Linked DNA regions of Mus musculus: region 1 is linked to region 2. Evidence: chromatin contacts called from public HiChIP or PLAC-seq data. All regions are on one chromosome and are shown on one strand. The core of a region is the stretch at or near the end of the contact, and the rest is flanking DNA. Distances in the headings are between cores, read along the strand shown.

Evidence for each region. HiChIP or PLAC-seq counts read pairs in DNA pulled down with a chosen protein or histone mark.
Region 1: an HNF4G HiChIP or PLAC-seq map of pancreatic cancer cells shows a contact between it and region 2. The contact joins two enhancer-like sites. A contact is called at or near these places in 3 of 115 datasets of contacts at active chromatin or transcription factors (extraembryonic endoderm stem cells, pancreatic cancer cells and trophoblast stem cells) and 1 of 9 other capture datasets (embryonic stem cells).

The regions. Positions count from the first base shown.
Region 1 is chr13:97,973,449-97,978,200 of GRCm38.p6, forward strand. Arhgef28 (Rho guanine nucleotide exchange factor (GEF) 28) reads right to left here. Exons shown (of 36, transcript NM_012026.2): 16 at 4,583-4,715. Among named protein-coding and RNA genes, the nearest start is that of Gm34388, 82 kb to the left of the region's middle. Within about 2 kb of position 3,408, at least 38 of the 459 cell types and tissues checked have an H3K27ac peak or open chromatin away from gene starts, as enhancers often do. A contact at or near this core is called in pancreatic cancer cells, where this site is marked.
Region 2 is chr13:97,356,339-97,360,460 of GRCm38.p6, forward strand. No RefSeq gene overlaps it. Among named protein-coding and RNA genes, the nearest start is that of Gm33447, 18 kb to the right of the region's middle. Within about 2 kb of position 1,278, at least 15 of the 459 cell types and tissues checked have an H3K27ac peak or open chromatin away from gene starts, as enhancers often do. A contact at or near this core is called in pancreatic cancer cells, where this site is marked.

The sequences.
Region 1 (4,752 bases), core at 2,158-4,657, 620 kb after region 2:
TAAATGAATGAAATGTGCCTATAATAAGACAGAAGAAAGAGGGTTCCATGAAATGCAACCCGGGGGCATGGACAAAGAAAAGGCTGTGGGCAGGCCAGCTGGCTGAGAGGAAGTGGAGCTTCATGAGACAGACAGACTGCAAGAATGATGAAATGATACATGCCATAGACACATGCTGACAATTTCCATGTGATAGAACATTTAAAAGCATTCTGGCATATAGGCAGAGAGAAGGGAGTTACTAACCAAGGACACAAGGCCCACAGGCCCCAGATTCTCCCGCAGTAACAATAAATGCTCAACTGTATTGGACCTTGCAGACGGAAGCTTAAAGGGAACAGCTTTGGAGTATGGTTTCATTCAGCCAGATAGATTGCATTTTGAGGGTGAAACAAACAAAGTGCATAAAGGTTTCCATAAGCTGCCTCATCACACCCTAGCCTGAGAAAGAATGGGGAATAAAGACTGAAGGATGGGTTGATAGGAGGTCTTTAGTTTTTTTCCTTAAGATTTCTTTTTCTTTTTAGTTATGTCTATGAGTCTGTACATGGGGATGCTCACTCGAGTGAAGGTGCCCATGGGGACATCAAGATCCCCTGGAGCTGGAGTTACAGGTGGTTGAATGCTGTCCAGTGTGGGTTCTGCAGCCAAACTCCAGTCCTCTGCCAGAGCGACATCTGCTCTTAGTCACCCAGCTTTCTCTCTAGCCTAAAAGTAAGCAGTGACCCAGGCAAAGGCAAACAAAAAGCCCTTGGGCTCGGTGATGCACATTTGTAACCTCAGCACTTGGGAGGCGAAGGCAGGGGGACCAGGAGTTTCAAGTCAACCTTGGCTACATAGTAAGTTTGAGGATAGCCTGAGCTATGAGAATAAGGGACTTTAGCGCAACAAAACAAAGGAAGGAAGGAAGGAAGGAAGGAAGGAAGGAAGGAAGGAAGGAGGGAAGGAAGAGCAGAAAGAAGCAAGGAAGGGAGGACAGAAAATGAAGGAGGGAGAATGGTTTTAAAACAATTGTAAGTATACACAGAGAAGTAAACCAAAAAAACCAAAATACTGAATTGCTCCTGAAGCAGCCACGTCAATTCCTGAAATGCTCAGCCTACAATATAAGAATGCAGTAATGCAACAATTGGATATATAACAGAGAGGAGAAGGAGGCTCACATGAGGAAGAAAAACTGTATTAAATTATGAGCCCCACACAGCCATAGCACTATCATTAGGAGATATTAAAAGCCCTTATCTTGCCAAATGGCAGGAAACAATAAAACCAAACAACACATGGTCCAAAGAGCTGAGCCAGACAGCAAGGAAAACAGCCAGAAACTATCAAAGATAGTCGGAAGCAGTAAAACTAAATGTAAATAAGAACAACCCTTTGTTATAAAACAAGATCTTTCCGTTACATTACAGACTCTCTTGAGCTAAATTAAAGACACACACCCCAAGAATGAGACTCACAGAAACGGTTATGTGACAGACAAAGAAAAGGAACAAACACGGGGAACACATTTGAGAGAGAAGCAGAACTCAGTGCAGAAGGCAGGAAAGGATATGAAAGTGAAACAATATTGATTAAAGTTCATCCGCGATGAGTGCATATGAGAAGGCCTGTCCACCAGATAGTGTCACATCAAAGTACATACAAGCACCTAAGCCAGGTAGACATGAGAACACTGCAGAACAGCAATGTTTGTGAACTGTTGGCAACTAGGAATCTAACAGCAACAATGACACCAAGATTTTGAGTACTTCTTCTACAACATATTGTTTTACATCATATTTGTCTATAATAGTAGAGCTATTGACCCTTATGCATAGAGGATTAGACATCTAACACAGTAGAGACTGCCCATGTCATCATCTACTACTCAATGTCAAAATGTGATAGTAATCCAAGTTTGAGCGACCAACACTCCACTCCCAATGAAAACCTTGTAAGTCCCCAAACTAATTCTAAAAACCACTGTTGTATAAAGAGAAGCAGCTAGTGTACACTTCAACTCACAACCTGGTTGTAGAATTTAATCTAAGGGACTAATCAGCAATGTAGACAGATCCGTGTGAGAACAAATGTTCATTTATGTTGTGAAACTATAAAAGAAGAAGTGAGTAAACCAGGAGGAATAACTAAATACTCTTGATAATATCATCAGATGCAATCTTAGATTAAAGGCTGATGCAATGTTTTGGGGTTAGAAGAGACTATAAGTAATTAGTGGCTGCTGAGAGAAGGGGGGACTCACACATGCCCAGGGATGAGCCCTCTAAGTGGCTACCCAATGCGGCACGCTCAACCCGCAACACAAGAGCAACATTAGATGGACTCAGGCAGTATCTGTATATTTATCTGTATATTTACATGAATCATTGTAAAAATAATAATTAAAGAGAAAGGAAAACAACAGAGACGATGCACGAGAGTAGAGAGGGGCTTGGAAGTGGGGGAGGGGAACAGGGGGCAGCAGGAGATGACAGTGGGGAATTAAAGATGCTGAAGGTATATTACATGCATGTACGGAGTGTCATCAGAAAAACCCATTAGCTTGAACAATGTTAAATGCTAATAAAATGATAAATTAACAGCAAAGCTTTTGGAGGTGGAAAAGTTTGAGACAACTTAAGTTTTCATTCATGCCCATGTCATCATCTACTACTCAACGTCAAAATGTGATAGTAATCCAAGTTATATTATATATATAATATAATCCGAATATTTTCTGTAAGTCTTCATACAGCTATTTTTTTAAGTAATATCTGGTTTGACAGCTGAGCATGTCTACAGCACTTTTGGCAATTTCTAGCTTCGACCACAATGCCATCAACACCCACTTAGTGGACTCAAGTGGAGCAGGTCTTGCTTGCACATCAGTTTACCTTAGGACTCATTAATTAAACATAAGTATTAAGGATCAGCTTTGCGTTGGCTCGTGTAGGGGCTGTGAAAAATTACTATGCCCCCCCTTTCTCCTTCCAGAACTTACAGTGAATGGAAATATGCCATAACACACATGGTGGTAAATAACAGGGCCGGGGACTCAGTGATAAGGAAATGGCAAGCCAGGTACAGGGTGGTGTTACTGATGATCTACAGAGCTTACTGAAGGAAGAGCCTCAAAGACAGAAGGTGCTAGGACAGGAGTATTCTGGCTTGTGAGAAGAATGGTAAAGAAGGCGATGTGACCAGCCAAGGAAGCAAGAGGAGAGGAGCCCTTGTGTCCTGGTTAGTTCTTTGTCAATTTGACTCAAGCTAAAGTCATCTGGGAAGAGGGAACTTCCACTGGAAAAATGCCTTCACCACATTGGCTTCTAAGTATTTTTGTAGTTAATGATTCATGTGGCCTGGCCCAGCCCACTATGGGCGGTGCTGCCACTGGATAGGAGGTCCTGGGTTTTACAATAAGCAAGGCAAGTGAGCCACAGAGTTCAAGCCAGTAACAGTATTCTTCCATGGGCTCTGACCCTGCCTCAGCGCCTGTCTTGGCTTTCCTCAGTGATGGACTGTGAACAGGGTGTGTCAAGTAAATAAACCCTTCCTTTTCTAGGTACTTTTGGTATGGTGTGTTGCTGAGGGCCAGGCTGGTCCAGGACTTTCCCTAAGGCCCTGATATATAGAGGAGGAACTTAGTCCCTGCTCTAAAACCAGGTACATACTTGGCAAGTCCAGGAGTAGCTTGAGGCAAGACCTTAGGGACACTGCAGTTTTCTGGATCCTAAGGACTCATTTTCCCCTTCTTTTCGGGCTGTGGTTATTGATTCCCGGGACTTTGCATACTCTGTCTTTGATGCCTTTGAAATATCCCGTGTTCCCATTATGCAACAATGCTTGATTAGCTTCCTGCTGGTTTCTAACCACAGTATGATAGCTTTCTGCTGACTCTGTTTCATTTCTCCCCTGCGAACTGTACCTAAGATGATGTATTTCTTAAGAAAGTTGCTTGGCATCAGACAGCGCTTATGTAAGACCTCCCGATTTTCAAGCTTTCCTGTCTCCTTTGTTTTCGGATCCCCTGGTCCTTCCTCTTAGGAACCCGTCGTTGAAAAACAGCCTGCTGGTCCTGGTCATTGGAGTTTATCACAGCCACAGAAAACCAACATAAGTGGACCAATTTTAGTGGTGGCTTCAGGTGAGTGAGGGCAGTGATGGGTGACAAGTAGGTGGGTTTGAGATACACGTTGGAAACCGAGTGAAGAGAGTTGCTAAAGGACCAGCATGCAAGAGAAAAGGCGTCATAAACAAATCCTCTGAAGTCTTGTGACAAGTGTCTGTCTGGGGCTATGGGTGGATCGGCTTGCCAGCAAGCACCGAGATGGGATAAGATCTCAGTTTCCAGCAAGTAACATTCAAAAGATGTGAAATATTCAAGTGGAGACGTCCAGCAGACAATGAGGTAACAGGCTTAGACTTAAGAAAGTCATCGACTGGACACAAGTACCGAATGACCAGTACTGACCACTGCAAGGCAAATAGCTCTGTGATATGTGAGGCCCTCACGAGTAGGTCTGTGCAAACCTGCTGAGCAGTGGTTTTACCCTTGGGAGCTTTCAGGACAGACAGAGAACACATCACACATGGGACTTACTGGCACACTGGAGTGACTCTTTCCCCAGGAGTGTTTTATCACAACCGGAGCACTGCAGAACCCCGGAGAACGTTCCCGGGACAAACTGATGTCGATTCATTTTTTCTTTTTCTTTAGTGTCCTTGTTTTTCATCTTCAGAGGCAGCAGTCATGATAGAAAAAGTAGGAGG
Region 2 (4,122 bases), core at 28-2,527:
TAATAGTCCCGTGTGGTAATTGATGTTCCTGGACTAAGGATGCTGAATATCACTTACTATCATGGTTCTATTCAAAAACCTAATCACAGTATCTATGTAGAACATGGTACTCCTGTAAAATGAACCTGCCTTCACAAAGACTTTGACAGTGTTTATAGTAAAAATTTTGACCCTGCATTGACTCTTGAGAAGGGCATTGGGATGGAGAGCCCTGTTACATTACTGTACACTGAGACACGATGGCAAAGCTCACATGGAAGTCTGACCCTGTGTAAATGTACCCTGCACAATGCGGCCCCTTTCTCTTAGCTTCGTTGTTCTTATTTACAGAACGGGAAGAATTGGTGGCTACCTTACAGGAACGTTGCACTATTTTAATGAGCTCATGCATGTAGAGTGTTCACAACAGTGACTCACACAGTTAATCCAATATTAAGATTAATTCTACCTACAACGTGATGCAATATTTAGAAGTATCAGAACCATTGTAGAGTGTTCTACAGTAGGGCCCGGAGAGCTGGCTCTGTTGGGAAAATGCTCACCTTCCAAGCACAAGGACTTAAGTTTGATTTTTGGAACCAGTGTTGTAGCATGTTATTGTAATCCCAATCCTGGAGAAGCAGAGAAAGACAGATCCCCGGGCCTCACTGGTGGGCCAGCCAAGCACAACGGGTGAGAGCCAGGCCAATAAGAGACACTGTCTCTCTCACAATGTCCATCTGCGGTAGGGAGGATTAAACGAAAACCAGATTCACGAACTCGGACATTTTTCTAGGTGTGAGTCATGCCTCTGGGTAGGGTTATTTATCTGCTCAGAGCCTGTCTACGGGACCTGGAATGACAGCAGTGTTCCTGGGAGGTCTACTTGTGTTTATCGTTTATGCTATGGTCAGGAATCAGAAGTAGCCAGGAAGCTCTGGAGTGATTCCATATTGCCTCCTTCAGTCTTTGATAATTATCATCATCATCACCATTATTATTATTATTATTATTATTATTACAGGGCTGGGATTGAACACAGCGCCTCATGCACATGAGGCAAGGGCTCTGCCACTGAGTTCCACCCCCAGGCGAGCTCCTTCACTCTTTGAGAGTGTTAGGGTGGTCCTTATAAATCCCTCAGCTGGACAGCTGCGTTTAGCAATGGGTGGTTGTGCTTCAAAGAGCCAGGTCATTTTAAAGGAATGTGAGAAGTTCATCTTTGGGGACAGAGATTAAACAGTGGGAAAGTAGGTAAGTGATGTGCTGCCCCACAAGGAGAGGCTATCTACGAGTTAACATTTCACTAGCTCCAGCAGAGAAGCTAATGACAGGGCTGCACCACACAGCTCTACTTAGAAGAGTCAGTGGTGAGTGGCAGAAATTAATTTATCATCAGTGCACAATCAGAGCCTCCCCACATGCCAGGATTTCCCCCCTCTCTTAGACAATTGCTTGCCTTTCTTGGTTGTCACTACATCTGAGAGTCGACGTAGCACACGCTGTATAAAAATAGGTCTGTGCTAAACATCACTCTGATGGTATTTTCATCTATAACTCAATCCACTGAAAGCCTAGTGTGTACTCAACACAGAGGTTTGCAGTTTCTCAAAGAGCAGTTCTCAGAATCACAAGTTGGTAATCAAAGATTTTTTTTTTTTTTTTCAAGATCCCACAAATAGAAAATCCCAAAGCCTGCATTGAAGGTATTTCTGCTATACACTGAGAGCTGAAGCTCATCTGGCTAACCAGGGGGAGCTGTCTCTAGAAGTGGGTGCTTCAGGGAATAAAGGCGTATGCAGCCCAAGATCCCCACCATGAGACATCGGTGGCAAGCATAAAAAGTGAAGAATCAGAATGGGCGGCCAGGGGCCTCTGTGGCAACCAGAGGAATGAGAGAATATGATCGCAGTGTTTATGAGGTGCCTCTTTGAGTTACTGATGTGCCCATAGTTAGGGCTTAGTTCTAATGCGTCTTAGTATGTGGTCAGACCAGGAGGGAAATCCAGGGATTTGCTTTTCCACAAATATTTATCAGTAGATGTTTCGGGATCTAAAATGGACAGTAGAGTAGGTGTGATTTACACAGGTGCTTGTCTTCGTGGGGGCGGGGAGACTGGATATCTCTTGAATAGAGTGGGCCGTGTTCCAGTTGCCCCTGGCTGGGATGCTGGCAACGTACTCTTGGGGGAAGAAGGCTCAGTGACAGAAGGACAGTTTATAGAGAGAGGGTGGTTAGAAAGAGCTGAATGTGTGAGGGTGGGAGGCAGCTCAGTGGGCTGTTTTAATCCCTGGCAACTCCCCTCTGCAGAGTTTCCATGGTAGAGTCTGGGGAATATTGCCCCAGCCTGGGGTCAAGAGGTTAAGTAGGAGCCTAGGCCTAGGCGTGGGCCTGTGGTCCAGCAGGAAGACCCTTGGTTTTTGTGACCAAAGAGGCTCAGAAAGCACTCAGGTTGAATTTATAGTAAAAGTACATGTACATGCCGGGAGGAACATGGCCATGATGGGGGTGAGGGTCGGGGAGGGGGTGGTGTGGGGGGTGTGCTAGTTAGGGTGGGAAGGGCTAGAAAGGAAATGGGTTCACTTTAAATTGCTGGGTCCAGATAACTGAATTACAAAGAACAGCATAGGTTAGTTTAGCTAACGACCTTGAACTCTGAGCTAGTCTTCCACAGCAACAACGACCACAACAAGCAAACACAGCAAACAACAACAACAACAACAAAAGGCTGCACTTGGTGTGACTAGTGAGGAGATGGAAAGGTCAAGCCTTAGGATGGGCAAGTGCTAGACTCAAGTGCTAGACTGAGCTTGTGTCCTCTGGGGGACATCCTTTCCTATTTCCCAAGTCGCCATAAGAGGGTGGGTCAGGAAGACAATGGCGAGAACCTGGTAGGTTCATAGATTAGAAACCGCTGCAGCCGGACAAGGGGGGAGATTTTCTTGAGGTGTGGCTTATGCTGCTGTAAATGAACCTGCTTTCTCAGTCCTAGGGGTAATGGTAAATGCCGTGATCCTATGACTTAAAAACAAAGAAATCTATTCTGCTTGTTTCCTGACCCTTCCTTTGACACTATTAGCGCAGGGTCCACCAGGGAGGTTTTATCCGGTTTTGTTGTTGTGGTGGTGGTGGTGGTTGTTGATAATGATGATGCTAACTTCATTTAGCAAGGGTTATTCTTCAAAATGCGTATAAATCTTGATCCACCCCACCAGGCAGGGGATAACCTTATCTTCTTATTGGTCCTGGGTTCCCGGCAAGTGATGCTAAGTCTATTGGGTGAGGAGAGGTCCAGCTGGTGTGGTGAATAAAGAAGCCAAGGACTGTTAGCAGGACCCATTTGCAGGCAGCACCCCAACAAGGCTGTTCTGAAGCAGAGTGGGGGTCCCAAGAGCTCCACAGAGGAAGCATTCTTATAGCAAGCTCTCAAGCCTGGCAACAGCCCTGTGTGTGATGCTGTGGAATGGCATCTCATGGGAGGTACCAATGTGTCCCATCCTTTACTCTCAGCATAGAGAGAGGAAACCATGTGAGCACGTACTGGCCCAAGCAAGGGAGCCATTTCAAAGTAGCCTCAAAGGGGATAAAATTCTCCGAAGAGGTAGTTAGGGTTATAGCTCAGTAGAACATTTCTCTAGCATCCACAAGGCTGTCATCAATCAATAGTGCTGAGATTGAAAAAAAAATCCTCTTGCCCTCTGGCATCTTCTCTGAATGTATTCAGTATATTCTTTGTTAATAAATCTTTGTTCCTGGGAGATGAATTAATTCTCACAAACCATCGAAAATCTTTAGACGTCAGGGCTAGTGAAGAAAACATTTGATCAAACCGTGCTCAGTGATGACATCTGGATATTCTTTTCTTTATTAAAAACTGGGCTAGGGGGCTGGAGAGATGGCTCAGTGGTTATGAACATGTACTGCTCTTACAGAGGACCTGAGTTCAATTTCTGGCACTCACTTTGAGCTGCTCACAATCTCCTATAACTACACCTCCAGGGACATTAATGCCCCTGGCTATCTATCTATAATCTAAATATTTAAAATATGGCCTTAAAACCAACTGAAACGAAGAGTTAAAATCGGTTTAAGAAATAGCGACCTAAATGGAGCCATCTTTCATGGCAAATGATCTCATAGCC